Linked DNA regions of Zea mays: region 1 is linked to region 2. Evidence: chromatin contacts called from public Hi-C data. All regions are on one chromosome and are shown on one strand. Each heading gives the region's core, a stretch centred on a gene start, on an enhancer-like site or on the middle of the called end of the contact. The rest is flanking DNA. Distances are from core to core; before and after follow the strand shown. Region 1 holds the start of LOC100283450 (cyclin delta-2). Region 2 holds the start of LOC100275410.

Evidence for each region. Hi-C and Micro-C count contacts between places; a contact is called where the count stands out from the background.
Region 1: a Hi-C map of endosperm shows a contact between it and region 2, with 2.4 times the contacts expected there. The contact joins the promoter of LOC100283450 here to the promoter of LOC100275410 in region 2. A contact is called at or near these places in 4 of 25 Hi-C or Micro-C datasets (ear, endosperm, leaf and 1 more).

The regions. Positions count from the first base shown.
Region 1 is chr7:110,042,802-110,049,522 of Zm-B73-REFERENCE-NAM-5.0, forward strand. It overlaps LOC100283450 (cyclin delta-2), which reads right to left and starts at 1,786. Exons shown (of 6, transcript NM_001156351.2): 1 at 1,315-1,786; 2 at 955-1,041. The coding sequence starts at 1,569.
Region 2 is chr7:109,731,065-109,738,308 of Zm-B73-REFERENCE-NAM-5.0, forward strand. It overlaps LOC100275410, which reads left to right and starts at 1,709. Exons shown (of 3, transcript NM_001149487.2): 1 at 1,709-2,199; 2 at 2,306-2,424; 3 at 2,508-2,877. The coding sequence starts at 1,890. The coding sequence ends at 2,633.

The sequences.
Region 1 (6,721 bases), core at 536-3,035, 310 kb after region 2:
ACAGTGGAGTCCTACACTCCTACTCTACATGTATATATTCTATGGTTGGTTGTTTCATCTAAACATGTATAATAAATCCAAGAGCATGTGTTCAGTTCAGGAAAACAGCAGCAGCACAAGGCAACCAAAAGTCAGAAAAATAATGCTGCAGATTCAACCAGGGGCAGATGGTGCTGCATATGACTTGGTGCCTGCCTACAGTGAGAGATGTGTGAGCGAGACCACTTTGCAGTGTTTACAGCTAGCTTGCGGCAGCTTGTGTTCTCTCTCTCTCTCTCTCTCTCTCTCTCTCTCTCTCTCTCTCTCTCTCTCTCCTTTGGCTCAGAATGGATTCAGATAAACAACTCGTAGCACCACACCCGCCCACAGCTAGCGCACAGTCACAGAGGCTGCTGCAAGTCTCGCTATCACAGGCAGCAGGCCAGGCCACGGATGGATGGATGGACGGAATAAAAATGTGGATGGATGGATGGATGGATGGATGGCGAGGCACAATGATAAGGTGTGTTCCACACACGATGATAAAAAGCGTCAGGCGGAGGCTGCTCGCTCTTGCGCTAAAGCGCGGCTGGCTGCAGCAACTGCAAAGGCAAAAGACCCCTCTGTCTTGAGTGCATAAACAAAAACCCCCTTGCCCCCTGTAGCTGCCCCCTCCTTCATTCCGTTTAGGGGCAGGGAGGTAATTAGGCAGATGCTTATAATCGATTGATTAATCCACGCGGACACGCTCCTCCAAACACTTTCTTTTCCCCGCGCCAACAACAGCAGCACTATCAACTTCCCACTGACGACAGTACAACACACACACACTGCGTGTGAGTGTGTGACACACCATCATATACAGAATGTAATTTATTAGTAAGTAGTGTGTGTCGTGTGTGGCGAAAAGAGAAATGGCGGCTGCGGCGGTGGGGGGCCATGCCATGCCATGCATAAGGAGCTTAGCTTGCTTACCGGCAAACGGTGGAGAGAGAGGAACCGGTCCATGTAGTTGACGGCGAGGTAGGCTGTCAATGGAAGAAACCCATAGTATTCTTGCACCTGATGGCGACGAAGAAGGAGACAGAGCGAGAAGAACAGTATATAAGATGAGATTGCTTGCTGAGTTCATATATCTATCTATATGCATGCATATTGTACAAATTAAACTGATAAGACTAGCAGAGCACGAAAAGCATGGTGAGAGAGCGAGCGAGAAAGCTAGCCAGCAAGCAAGCATGGTGGTGCGGCGTCTAATCTAATCCAAACGATGTGAAAAGCTTGCGAGTGTGTGTATATATAATATATATGGACTGGCGATCCGGCGTCCGTCACCTTGAGAATCCATGCGACCGACTCGGCGCGGGCGGCCGGGTCGATGGACCTGGAGCGGAGCCTGTCGGGGTAGTCCGGCCTGGGCGAGTACTGGGCCTCGCCGCCGATGAGCTCGGCGATGGATGCCGCCGCCGCCGCCGCCGAGTCGTCCTCGACAGCGGAGCAGCACCCGTCGTCGTCGTCGGTGGTGCACAGCAGGGCGCTGCCGGCGGCGTCGTCCTCGGCGCACAGGAGGTCGTAGGCGTCGCCCGGCATGCCGCCAGCGCCCGTGGGTGTGCGTCCCGTGCCGTCACTGCGACTCTGCCTCAGTGGGCGGCGGCCATTGCTGGCTGTCGTGCTGCACGGTGGGTGGTGACGCAGGCTTGCGCGCGCGGCGAGGTGGCCGGTCGTAGTGGAACAAGTGATGAGGGAGGGTAGAGGTAGATAGATTGTAGGCAGCGTAGCGTCAGGTCAGTGCGAGTGCGAGTGCGAGTGCGAGCGATCGATGTGAGAGCACTACGGCTGGATATCTATATAAAAAAAAAACTAGCTCGCCTAGCTACTGCCACTACATGCATGTGTGTATATGTGGAAGGGCTCACCATGCAATGCATATGAGGTCGGTCTGTAGGAATTTATCCTTGTGCTGTAGTATACGGTAAAACAAGAAAGAAAAATCGGATGGCTGCATGATGGACGGGTAATATAAGTAGGGAATGATTGGTAAAAGGAACCGTCTCATCCCATCACATCCTTTATACTACACATGAGTACATCACACACATGCATGTGCACCTGCCATCCTCTCTCTCTCTCTCCCGGCTCTCGGCTCTCGATGGTTTGCCGACCGAGGCCCCCACATGCCAGTGACGCGACGACGACGGCGACCAATGACAGTTCCGACTTCCGAACGAAAGGGGACCGACCCTCTGTCGCCGTTAATTTCCTTCCCGGCCGGACGTTGAGTTCGGCGAGCGTGACTGCTCGCGACTTTTATTTTTTCTTTTCATCGAGGATTCGAGGGGCTAGTGATCTAGTATAGTCGTCGTCTGGTCACTTACATGGAACAGCGTTTTTTAGGGACAAGATTGGGCTTCCTTCCTCCCCAAACTGCCAAGAATGAGACACGGTTGGGGCAGAGGTGTGTAAGCGACTGGTAGTAGTAGTAGGGTCCGGATGGCATGCCTGGTGCTCTGCAGTCCGGCGGCCATGGCCATGATTGGAGCACGGATGGTCAAGATCTACTCGAGCCAGGCAAGGTGTGGAGATCCGATCTGATCCATCGTCTGTCTGTTGGGCCTGTCGATACGGCCTGCTGCTGCTCATACACATACACATACACTATGGGAGGAGGAGGAGGAGGAGGGGTAGTAGCTGTAGTACCATGCATATATACTAGCATACCACCACCGATCCATCCGTCCGATCCCTATGTGCCGGCCGCACAGGCCCTAGCTCACTCCGACCCTTATGGGTTTCACATGAGTAAAGTATCTACAGAGCAGCAAATACACTGAAGCCTGGTATGCCCGTGCAATCAATCAATCAATCAATCGTATGACCCCCCAAAGCAAGCTAGTACATGATTACGGCCACCACATCCACATCCATCCATCCATCCATACGGTCGAAATTAAACGCAATGTATCCGGAGGAGGAGGACGACACGACACAGAGGTCCGTACCTTTGTTGGGATTGGGATTCAGGTATATATATGACTCTGCTGCATTGCAATGAAGTGAAGGAACGTATGGAGAACCTGTATCTCAAATAAATTGGCGTGCCCTACCACCATCTCTGCGCAGCCAATCCTAGGTCGAAACATAGCATATAGCTGGCATGAATTTCAGCCAACAATTATCTACGGCGCCGATGCAAAGGATATAGAAAATGGTAAAAAGGGGATGGAGGAGGAGGACCATACCTGCGCTGCGCATTACAGTTACAGCTGCTAGCTCACGGGCCACGGCCCACGGCACGCCATCTCCACACAGGCACACACCAGATCAGCTGCCCAAGACGATAGCCACCCTTCTGCATTCTGGACGGGCGTTGTTGACCCGGTCAGCGTCTGTCCGTCCTGCGAGGGGCAGGCAGCGTCCAGAGTGAGTTACAGTTTAGGACCTGTGGAGGATGTCACCGGGGATTCCCGTGCTTACGTCATAGCAAGGCGGCGTGACTCGATTTTTTTTTTTTTGGTTGCTGGGTGGTGGCGCTGCCAGGGCGCCTTCTGCGATGCAAACATGAGATGGCAAAGTATCAAGTGGCACCGCAGACCACAGTGTTCATGGCAAAATTGAATAAGAAGTTGAATCTAGCTCCTCCAATTTCTTTTGATTTTATGGTTCTCAAAATAGCCCTTAGCCTTCGTGTGCAGGAATGGGCAGGTCCACAGTAATCACCCTCCAAGATCCGGCAGTGAGGGTAGCCATAAGTTAACGCTTCAACTCGTGTACAAGTGTAGCGTTATCTCTGTATCTAATAAATAAGATCTAAGTTGTTCTATTGCCTAGATACAAATTGAGGAACGTGTAAACACACATAAACAAATCAATGAACTGTGGACTGCCATCAACAAACACTGCGTCCTTCAGAGAGAGAATACAAAAACTTTTGATGCATCATCCCACAGTTAATTCAGTAGATCTCTATTAAGGTCCATGCTAATTTCCAGACTCGATGCTAATTCATATAAAGCAAGAGGTCTGACCATAACTAAGAATTATAAGACTGACTGCAACGCATCACCCTTCCCCTCCCCTACGCTATTACTGTTCATCGGATAGGGGCTACAGTCTCCCCCTTTCTCCCGCAGCGGCGAGCGCTACGCTCTCCCCTTCCTCGCGACACTCTTCTCTCTCACGCCAGATGCAGGGGACGACTGTAGCCGCCCCCTCGCCTCCTTCGCGTGGACGCTGTCGGCCGCGGCAGACTACGGAAACTTCGCGTTCCACCTCGCTTCGCCTCGACCCCTCCGTGGACGGGCGATTTTGCGCGGCGACGCGGCGGCGGATCTGCCGTCGCCCGGTGGAGTCAGCCCCGGCACCCCTCGGTTGCGCAGAAGAGGAGGTCGAGTTCGTCACCACGCACAGCCGTTCGCGACCGAAGCCGAAGAGGACTCCAATCCGCTTCCGGCGACGAACGTCGCGACCGATTGGTTTGCTTCCATCTCCGACAATCGACGGCGCCATCAGATCCACACGGACACGCTACGATTCGGCGTGCTGGGCACTACATCTCCCCTTCTTAAGGTATTACCTTCATGAACCACGCGAAATCATTAGTTATTTGCCGATTGATTTACAACACCACTCGTATTTTGCTTGGATTTGTCGTCTTGCGGCCGAGATCCAACCCTACTACAGGTATACCATCTTGTACCCCGTCAAATGAAAACTTCATTCAGGATATATGTACATTCGCACTGGTTTTGTTCAAAATTCGTAGTTTTTGTTGCCAAGCCCATAGGAGTTTACCAGATCCACACTTGTCGTTCGAGGTATGAACTTGTTACGTTGTTCATCCTCCGATTTAGGCGCCTGGTGTACCAAACTTTGTCTGTTCCACGTGATGGAAATACACGAACAAGAGTAAGCCTAACATTAGCCATGGCAGCAATTCTATTTCCCCAGTGCTGTTCATTGGACTGTTCTTGATGTTTTTTAACTGAAGACAATGTATTTCTGGCATTTATGTGGAATGTTACCCTTTCGTACTATATGAGTATGCACCAATATAAGCCATTACACTGAATCACTTATTTTGTCACAATTCTTTGTGCTTGCATGGAGTACACGTATGTTCATGAGTAGACTCACTAAATTTCATGACATGTTAAATTACTTATGACTTCGATTATGTGCCAGATCATGTGTCTAGCACAACTTGTGTTTGACTATGATTATCTGGCTCATTATGTAATGTTCAAGACTTGAACTTGTCTTTCTGTCATGACATTAGTTCTATCATTTCTATCTGCACGTACTAGTTTCCTTTCTATTTCTGTGCCATACACTTCCCTAACCTTGAATTGTGTATAAAATGTTCTTGCTTTCGTTCATTCACATGTACCTGCCAACAATTATATAACTCATATGTACAACTTCAAAGTTTTCATCTGTCTGTTTCGTTTATCATTCGAAGTGTACATGTCATATGTCATCTTCACTTTACTTCCTCCCTATTTTTTGGACATGTACATGTTTTTCATATGGCTTAAGATACAATTTGGATGTTACATTTGTTCATCATTATGATATATCTTTGCAAGGGCTTGTACAGTACTTTGGAATCTCTCTTTTATACTTCCCTTATATTTCCTACAAGTTTGTAATGTTTTTCCTTTTTTTATGAATCCCTGGTGGTGCATACAAATTTTGTAGGCAATATTATGTGGGAACTTTTGTCATTACAACAATGCATATGCTTTTAAAGGGTTTGGACATGTTACTTCATAAATTAAATGTTTGCAGCCCATTTGATAATGGCATCCTCCCAAGAAGATAAGATGAAGGCTTTGATGAAAGTCCTTGTCAACTGTACCGAGGATGCCACAAAATCCCTGGGGGGTTTAGTTGATCATGCATTAGACCGCATGCATGATGAAGAGATCCTAGCTAGGACATTGTTTGCCATGAAAGAAAAACTAGAGTTGCTTCAGCAGGATGCCTTAGAGGCAAAAGTACAAGCCTTTCCAGAAATAGCTAAGTACGAGTGGGATGACATCAGTGTTGATCCTCCCTCTCCGTCACCCCCTCCAACAGTTACTGATCCTTCTGTTGACGAAGAGGAGTTCTACTGCCCCGACGTCAGTGACGAATGGTATTTCAGTGATTCAGATAGGTCTACCCGTAATAGCTACTGGAATATGTTTTAGGTTTATGTTCGCAGTGAAAGCTACATGACATCCTTTTGAACAACCATATGTCATGTATGTCTAAGTCTAAGCAGTACCCTGTCCCAACAAGTACTTAGTTTGATGTAAGGAATTATGTAGTCAGTGAACTATGTTCAGTACTATTTGTTATGTGCTTGGTTTAGTACTGTAACCGTGAATGGGAACCTTTTATTATAATTGTTGCTCAGTTAAATGCTTGTTATGTACTTCATTTGTTCAAATGCTTCTGTACATTTTCATAAGTTATTAGCATCTAACTAAATTTGTCCCATCTCCACACTTACTGAATGGACCCATCAAACAATGCCACTTCTTCACAGCCTATGTCAAATTCATCAATTGGCCAGCAGTTTCCTCCTCCACCCCCTTTGTGGCCAACGGGTTACATGCAGCAGAGTGGTATGGATTGTAACTTTATGGGAAACCTCAATTTTCCAAACCCTGCTCAAGGTCCGACAACAATGTGGGCACCCATGCATATAGGAAATACTTCTTCCCAATCTACCATGATTCCCGCCTCACAATCAGCT
Region 2 (7,244 bases), core at 459-2,958:
GGCTGAATTATATTATAGATTGGAGAGGCTGGAGATGGCCACAATGCAAAATAAACAGAGTAGCTGCGAAGATGATGCATGAATTACAAACATGTACGGATTGATACATACCGAACACATGAGTGATGGTCTGGTGAAGCTACATCCTATTGTTACACGTTTTCAACCTATAGTCGTGAGCTTTCTTTCTATGACTATAAAGTTTCTTAATCTACCCCTGCCTCATACGATCTTCCGCTTCGGTATTGTCTCTCTCAGACCTACTATCGTAGATATATTAGGTAGTGTTTGGTTGAGGAGCCAAGTAGAACGGAGTCGTTCCATCCCTGATTCTAGGAACGGAGCCGCTCTGTTCTGTGTTTGGTAATCTGGAACGGAGCGGTTCTGTTTTTTGTTTGGTTGCAGAGTGAACGGAACGGAGCGTGACTGTGAGAGCGGGATTGGAACGGAGCGGCTCCGTCCCATTGATTTTTTGGAGCGGAATGGTTCCGGATCTGAGGAGAATATTCCCTAATTGGAGCCATTCCGTTCTAGTTACTTTGTAACCAAACAACAACAAAACTGGAACAGAACGGTTCCGTTCTACCTGGCTCTTCAACCAAACACTACCTTGGGTACCTTACACTGGGTTTAGCTAGAATCATATATGCACAACAATTCCAGTAGGGCACTAAATCTGAATTTAAGGGTTACTTTGGAATACGAAATTTTCCCCGTTTTATGTATTTTTTCTGTGAAAATAAATTGTTTTCTATGAAATTTCTATATGATTACTATAAAATTTCTACATTCCAAAGGAGCTCAATGTTTAAGAAAAAAAGGTCCGACAGAGTTTTTTATTTAAGCCCTCAAAGCAGTAGAGATATCCTAAAAGATCCCTTCTTGGTTTGCATGGGGGCACGCATGGAATGCAAACGCAAAAAAAGAAAGAGTGACGGTCAAGGTTCACGAAAAAAGAGAGCAGAAAATGACTTTGTAGAGAAGGTGATGAAAGCCTCCACAAAAAAGCAGCCAAGGCCCAAGGGCGCCGGAAAGAACAAAGAACGAAAATAAACGTCAGAAATTTTACTTATATGGATAATACATATGTGCGTGCGCATGTGCGTTGAGATTTGAAGTAAGCTCACCGGCCAGGGATTACGGCCGACCGTCTCCACCTGACCTTGAACGCTGACACATTACTTATCCAATATTCTAATACAACATCACTACTTTTTCATAATAACTATAATATGTATAGTATTATTATTATTATTATATCTAATCCAGTCAATAATCTACGACATCTTTTCAGAGGTTGATACGTACATCAGAAAGTAATAAACATTCACGAGTCAGAGTTTCAGACTCGTTCTACACAGCGCGATGTTCCCGGCGGAAGCTTTTTAGCTGAGTGCAAAACTAATGTGGCAGCAATTTATAGGTTCTTGTACATAATATCTGCCTGAAATCAATTCCAGACAATTGGGGGGGGGGGGGGGGGGGGGGGGGTGGGGGAGTTGGAATTTACCTGAAAACTTGAAATATTTTCCTGTGAAATTCACTTTTGTCTGCCCAAGAATTACCGTGGCCATAACGGATTCGAATCCTCAACAGCCACCCGGATCCAAAATCCAAAACCCTGCAAGAGCAAAGCTCCTCATCACCCACCCCTCGCTCACATTTAACACCCCACCACCTCAAAAACTGCAAGCCCCAAACTCACGACCACCGTCTCCACCACGGCACCACCATCACTCCAACACCACCGCCTCCCTCTCCGTTCTCTTCCTCCCAACGACTCAAACCGCCACCGTCGCGGCTCCCTGAACCACCAGACCAGCCCAGAGCCCAGCCCACCACAAACGCTGCTGCTGCTGGAGAGAGGGGCGCGCGGGCGGACGGGAGCGATGGGCAACTGCCAGGCGGCGGAGGCGGCGGCGGTCATCATCCAGCACCCCGGCGGGAAGGTCGACCGGCTCTACTGGTCCACCACCGCCGCCGAGGTCATGCGGAACAACCCGGGACACTACGTTGCCCTCGTCATACTCCGTGTTCCTGCAGATAACAAGCCCGCCGCCGCCGCCGCCGCCGCCGCCGGGGACGCCGCGGCGTCCTCCGGCCCCGGCAGTGGTGGGGCCAAGATCACCAGGGTCAAGCTGCTGAAGCCCAAGGACACGCTTCTCCTTGGCCAGGTCTACCGCCTCATCACCGCGCAAGGTTTGTTAGCACTCAGCTGTCCTGGCCATGGGCTTAAGGCCCATGGCGCGGTTCAATTTACTCGGGCAATCTTGAAATTCTCAACCCGATCGTGCTCCGCGCGCAGAGGTGACGAAGGCGGTGCGGGCGAGGAAGAACGAGAAGATGCAGCGGTGCGAGGCCATCAGGCAGCAGCACGAGCAGCTCCGGCGCGGCGACGGGGCTCACCAGAGCTCTTCCAGCCAGGTCGGTATGCGATTCTCTGACACCATTTTTTTCTTTTTATTTCCTGGTGCAACAAGCAGCTACTGATTCTTCTGTGGCTTCAGGACGGGAAGCAGGACAAGGACCGGCACCGGGGAAGAGGCCGGCACTGGCGGCCGGTGCTGCAGAGCATCTCCGAGTCCGCGAGCCAGAGCAGCAGCAGCATCGTCTCTGAATCCGCCACCAGCTAATGCTACTGACCGGACTGTGCCATCCGGCCGGTGCTCTCTTTCTTTCTTTTTCTTTTGGGATTTCTGTTTGCTTGTTAGTATAGAGTGCTTGAGCCTAGCCAGAAATGGAAAAAAAAACTGTAAATCAGAGTGTCAGGGCAGGACTAATAGGAAGTTTGTTTCGTCTGTCAATGTGATTTGGCATGGTGAAACTGACACTAAAACCGCGTATTCAGATCAATCGAGTGGTTTGCCAATTGCAACATTTCAGAGCATGAACACTAAGCAAAAAGGAAGAAGAAAAAAAAATGCAATCCTTGCTCTTCGATCCAGAGGAGGGCCCTAAGAGTTTTAACTCATCTCGAGAGAAAAGGTTCAAGAACCGGACTCTTGTACCATACTGTATTATTAGTCTTCGCATCACTAGCAGAAACTAAGTTCAAATAATCGAGCGGTTTGGCAATCGTAACTTTGCAAAGCATGAGGTCTGAGCACAAAGTGAACTTACTACTCTCACTAAACTGTATCAACTTATAACTCTAAAAATCGTATCGATGTTATAACTAAAAATTGTATCAATATTTGGTCAGTGGCGGAAACTATGCAAATCTGAGTATATGACAGATAAACAGAACAAAAGAACTTCAATTTTAGACCGGAGATAAGCATATCTCGAAGCTGCTGGAGACTCGAGACTCGAGAAAAAGAGACATACAAAAAAACTGTAACAGAGACCATCATACAAACACATCTGGAATCTTGAGCACTGCTTGCGTCCAAACCACTCATAAACTAGGGGCAGCACCGTTCTTCGTAGAGATAGGCAATGGTGAAGACCCGGTGGGTTTTACTATCTTAGATCTGGTCCTGTTAGACTAAAAACTCTTCGTTTCAATATTCGTACCTATAGACGGATATAATTCCACATCCATATCTAGGCTCATTTGGTATTTCATACTCGACAGGTACTCATATCCGTCTGGTATGGTGGAGTTGTATATGTCTGCCTAACTTAGTTTAGGACGAATGGTGAGCGTCGAGCGACAACATCCGGCCTTCCGTCTTCCATGTTACAGGTGAGGGCGTGCCATGTGTGGCTTGGTCGCTTCGGTTGCATATTAATGAAAAGTCGCATAGTAGAAGCTTGGAGCCTTGGACGGTCTTTACCGTTTTGGTCGGTTGTCTGCATAATGTTGTCATATGTCACAAGGCCTATGTAGCATATAGTTGTATTTAAGAGCGAGGAGTCAAGACAAATCATTGAGTTAGGCTAAAATTTTAGGTCCCGTTTGTTTTCTTTCATTTTGAGTAATTTGAATCTTACTCATGGAATAGACTATTTTTTTTAGAATGTGACATTCCACCATTTTTTAAAGTTATCATATAAGCTTATCTCAAATTCATGGGGTGAGAAATGAAAATTGATTGTATTGATTTACATGCTATTTTCCGATGTACAACTTATAGCACACTCTTATACTTACTTCGCTATAACATAAATGTAGTATATAACTATCTCTCTCATATGATTTAGGATAATATACAAATATACTACATATATAAATATATGAATTTAATTAGTTTTATCTAAATTATAATTATTAAAATGAAATTCAATTCCAACGAAACAAATGAGGTCTTAGAGAATTGTTGGCTATATTCCGGGTATAAAATACCCATGAGTACACGGGTACGGATTTAATGAGTACATACTCGTATTTGTTCTACTCGTTGGGTCCTCTTTTTGTCTCGTTAACAGATCCACGTGTATATAATTATGACCAAACTCTTACCCTAGTGGAGTAATTATCCGCTGGGTCGCGTTGCCATCTTTAGTTCATCTAGAATTCGCGATGCTCGAGGCGCCTTCGTTTTGAATTTCAGTAGAGAGGATTACCATTAGCGGTGAGCGACTGACTGTCAGGTGCTAAGCACATGCGATTCAGTGTAAAATACTCGGCAGACGAGGACAACACCACCGCTGCTGCTGATGAAGTATTGAAGTGGTAAGTGCCTAGGGGTGCTAAGCTCCATGAGACCACTTGGGGAAGACGCCGGCAGTGCCAGCCCGGACGGACACCGTCCACAGCTTGCCAGTGGAGCTCCAGCCAGCCGCTGGGCGAGCCGAAACCGCCCGCGCACGTGTGGGCGTGTGGCGTGCTGCTGCCGCCCACCGCTGCGGTCTTGGGATTCCAGTCAGTCCGGCTGTGTCCTGCTGCGGCCTGCACGAGGGTCAGCTCAGGCTCGGCCTGCATCGGGAAGAATTGCTGCTACTGAAGCTGAAACTGAGGTCAGGCAACATGAAACAGACAGTGCAGTGTTACGCAGGGCAGCGATCATGTTCAGTTAGTGCAGTTCAGCAGGTGAGTTCCGAGAGACGCTGGACAGTGATAAGACGCACCATGACCGACTCAACGTTTCTGTGGCATGCACGCGCGTGCCCCCTCCAACGAAAGGCTCAGATCCAGATCTTAGGGCGTATCGGACTACTGCGTGTGGTTTTGTTTGATAATTTGGTCTGGGATCCATGCACCCCGTCCCGGCTCAATGATTCTGGAAGGGGCAAAAGCCTGATTAGCAGCGTGCGTGCTCGCTGCTAAAGGTCAAAGTAGTGGTGTATCATTGTTCAGAGAAAGTCTGAATCTTTTCTTTTTTCCTTTTTTTTTTAACAGATCGAACTGTTGTGGCAGGAATTGGTAATCTATACATTGTTGGCCCAAAAGGCCCATAACAAATCTGGAGAGGTGCAAGTGAATCTCTGAACTTTTCATTTTAAAGATCGTGATAGGGTAAAATCAGGAAAAGAAAACAGAAAGTCTAGAGATCACAGGTCGTCGTACCAGCTGGTGCCGGCCAATCCTGAGCACAAACAAGCTCTTCAACCCACTGTTTACTGCCGGACTCGGATATTGCTAGTGCCGCGGTTTTTGTTGCAACCTTTCAGTTTCAGTCACTAATGCATGGTAGCGCCAAGACATTGCGTGCCGACTGCCGAGCAACCGTTGGGGTGGAAAAATTAACTATTTGCCACTATTTGAAGGTGGGTGATAATTTTTTTGGTCATGTCAGTGACACATGATTAAGGGGGTGTTTGGTTTATAGGGACTAATGTTTAGTCCCTATATTTTATTCCATTTTAGTTCCAAAATTACCAAATATAGAAACTAAAACTTTATTTTAGTTTCTATATTTAGCAAGTGTTTGGTTTTGGAGCTTCATGTCCAGGAACCTACCGTTGTTGCGGAAGACGGAACCATTGTCCCTCGCACTTTGGTTTATCCCATTTCGGTGAAGGCTATTCCTCCTGGCGATTCCCCGGAAGTGAGCATGTCTGAGTTTTTGCCTCCAGTTGTCGATGACGAGGATGATTCGGATCAGTCCCAGCAGAGGCGGAGGCTTATTGGACATCATTCGGTTTCTTCGGCCCGTTCCTCGGTGCTTTCGAGGCTTGGGCCGCGGGTCTCTTCTTCGGCGGCTGCTGGATCGGTTGATGTCGCAACACTTCAGATGGTGTCGGCTGTTGAGTTGGTTGTGACTGGGTCTGCTGAACCAGCGAATGATATTTAGCAATTTATATACTAAAAAGGAATAAAATAAAGGGACTAAACATTAGTCCCTAGAAACCAAACACCCCCTAAGGTTTTTTTTATAAAGATGACAAAAAGTTTAAAGCTCCCTTGGGATAGTTCCTGATGTGTTCCTTCGACCACTGGAGAACACTTCCTGGTGGTCCTTTTAAACCAACGGGCTGACTTGCCGTGAGCTTTGGCCCCTGCAAATACTGATCAAGTTCAGTCATCGATCTCAACATCTACAACAGTTCCCTTGTTAGTTTTATACCCAGAAACGTTGTTAGGGTCTTCTGACTGATCCAAATACTCACTGAAGATGCTGGACAATGTATCACACACGTCGTGGATATAGGGGTGTTTGAATGCACTAGAACTAATAGTAGAACTAATAGTTATAGGCTAAAATTAGTTCAGACATCCAAACACCCTAGCTAATAGTTCAGCTATTAGCTATTTTTGTAAATTAGTTAATAGTTAGATAGTTATTTGTTAGATAGCTAATTCCATTAACAATTTTTAGCAAACTAACTATTAGTTCTATTGCATTCAAGCACGCCATAATATAATACACTTTTCCCCGAACTAAAAGGCCAAATGGACCTAAAGCTCTGCAGGCAGCATTCAGGATCCATGATCACAGGCTCACAGCAACGGAAGAAGCAGATCTTCCAGCTTTCCTTGAACTTCTTTTGCATCTTCTCCGGTATTTTGGAAAATGTGCCGTCATCCTGGTAGATATAATAAGATCCACATTCCACAGCATGCAAAATAAATGAGCTGGAGTAGGGTATCCTTCGGTGGAGCCCACATGTTCATGAAGGTCGTCCAATTTATCACAAACCTTCTGATGACGGTGCATATCTGCAGTTGGGATGCTGTACTGCCGCAGGAGTAAGACCGTTTGTTAATTTAGGGTGCGTTTGGTTGAGAGTCAACTAAAATGAATCGACTTCATTTTAATCTTTGAGAATGAAAAGTCACTCTATTTTTTGTTTGGTTGAAGAGTGGAATAAAACGGAGCCGTTCCGTTCTTTGTTTGGTTGGAGAGCTATATGAGTGT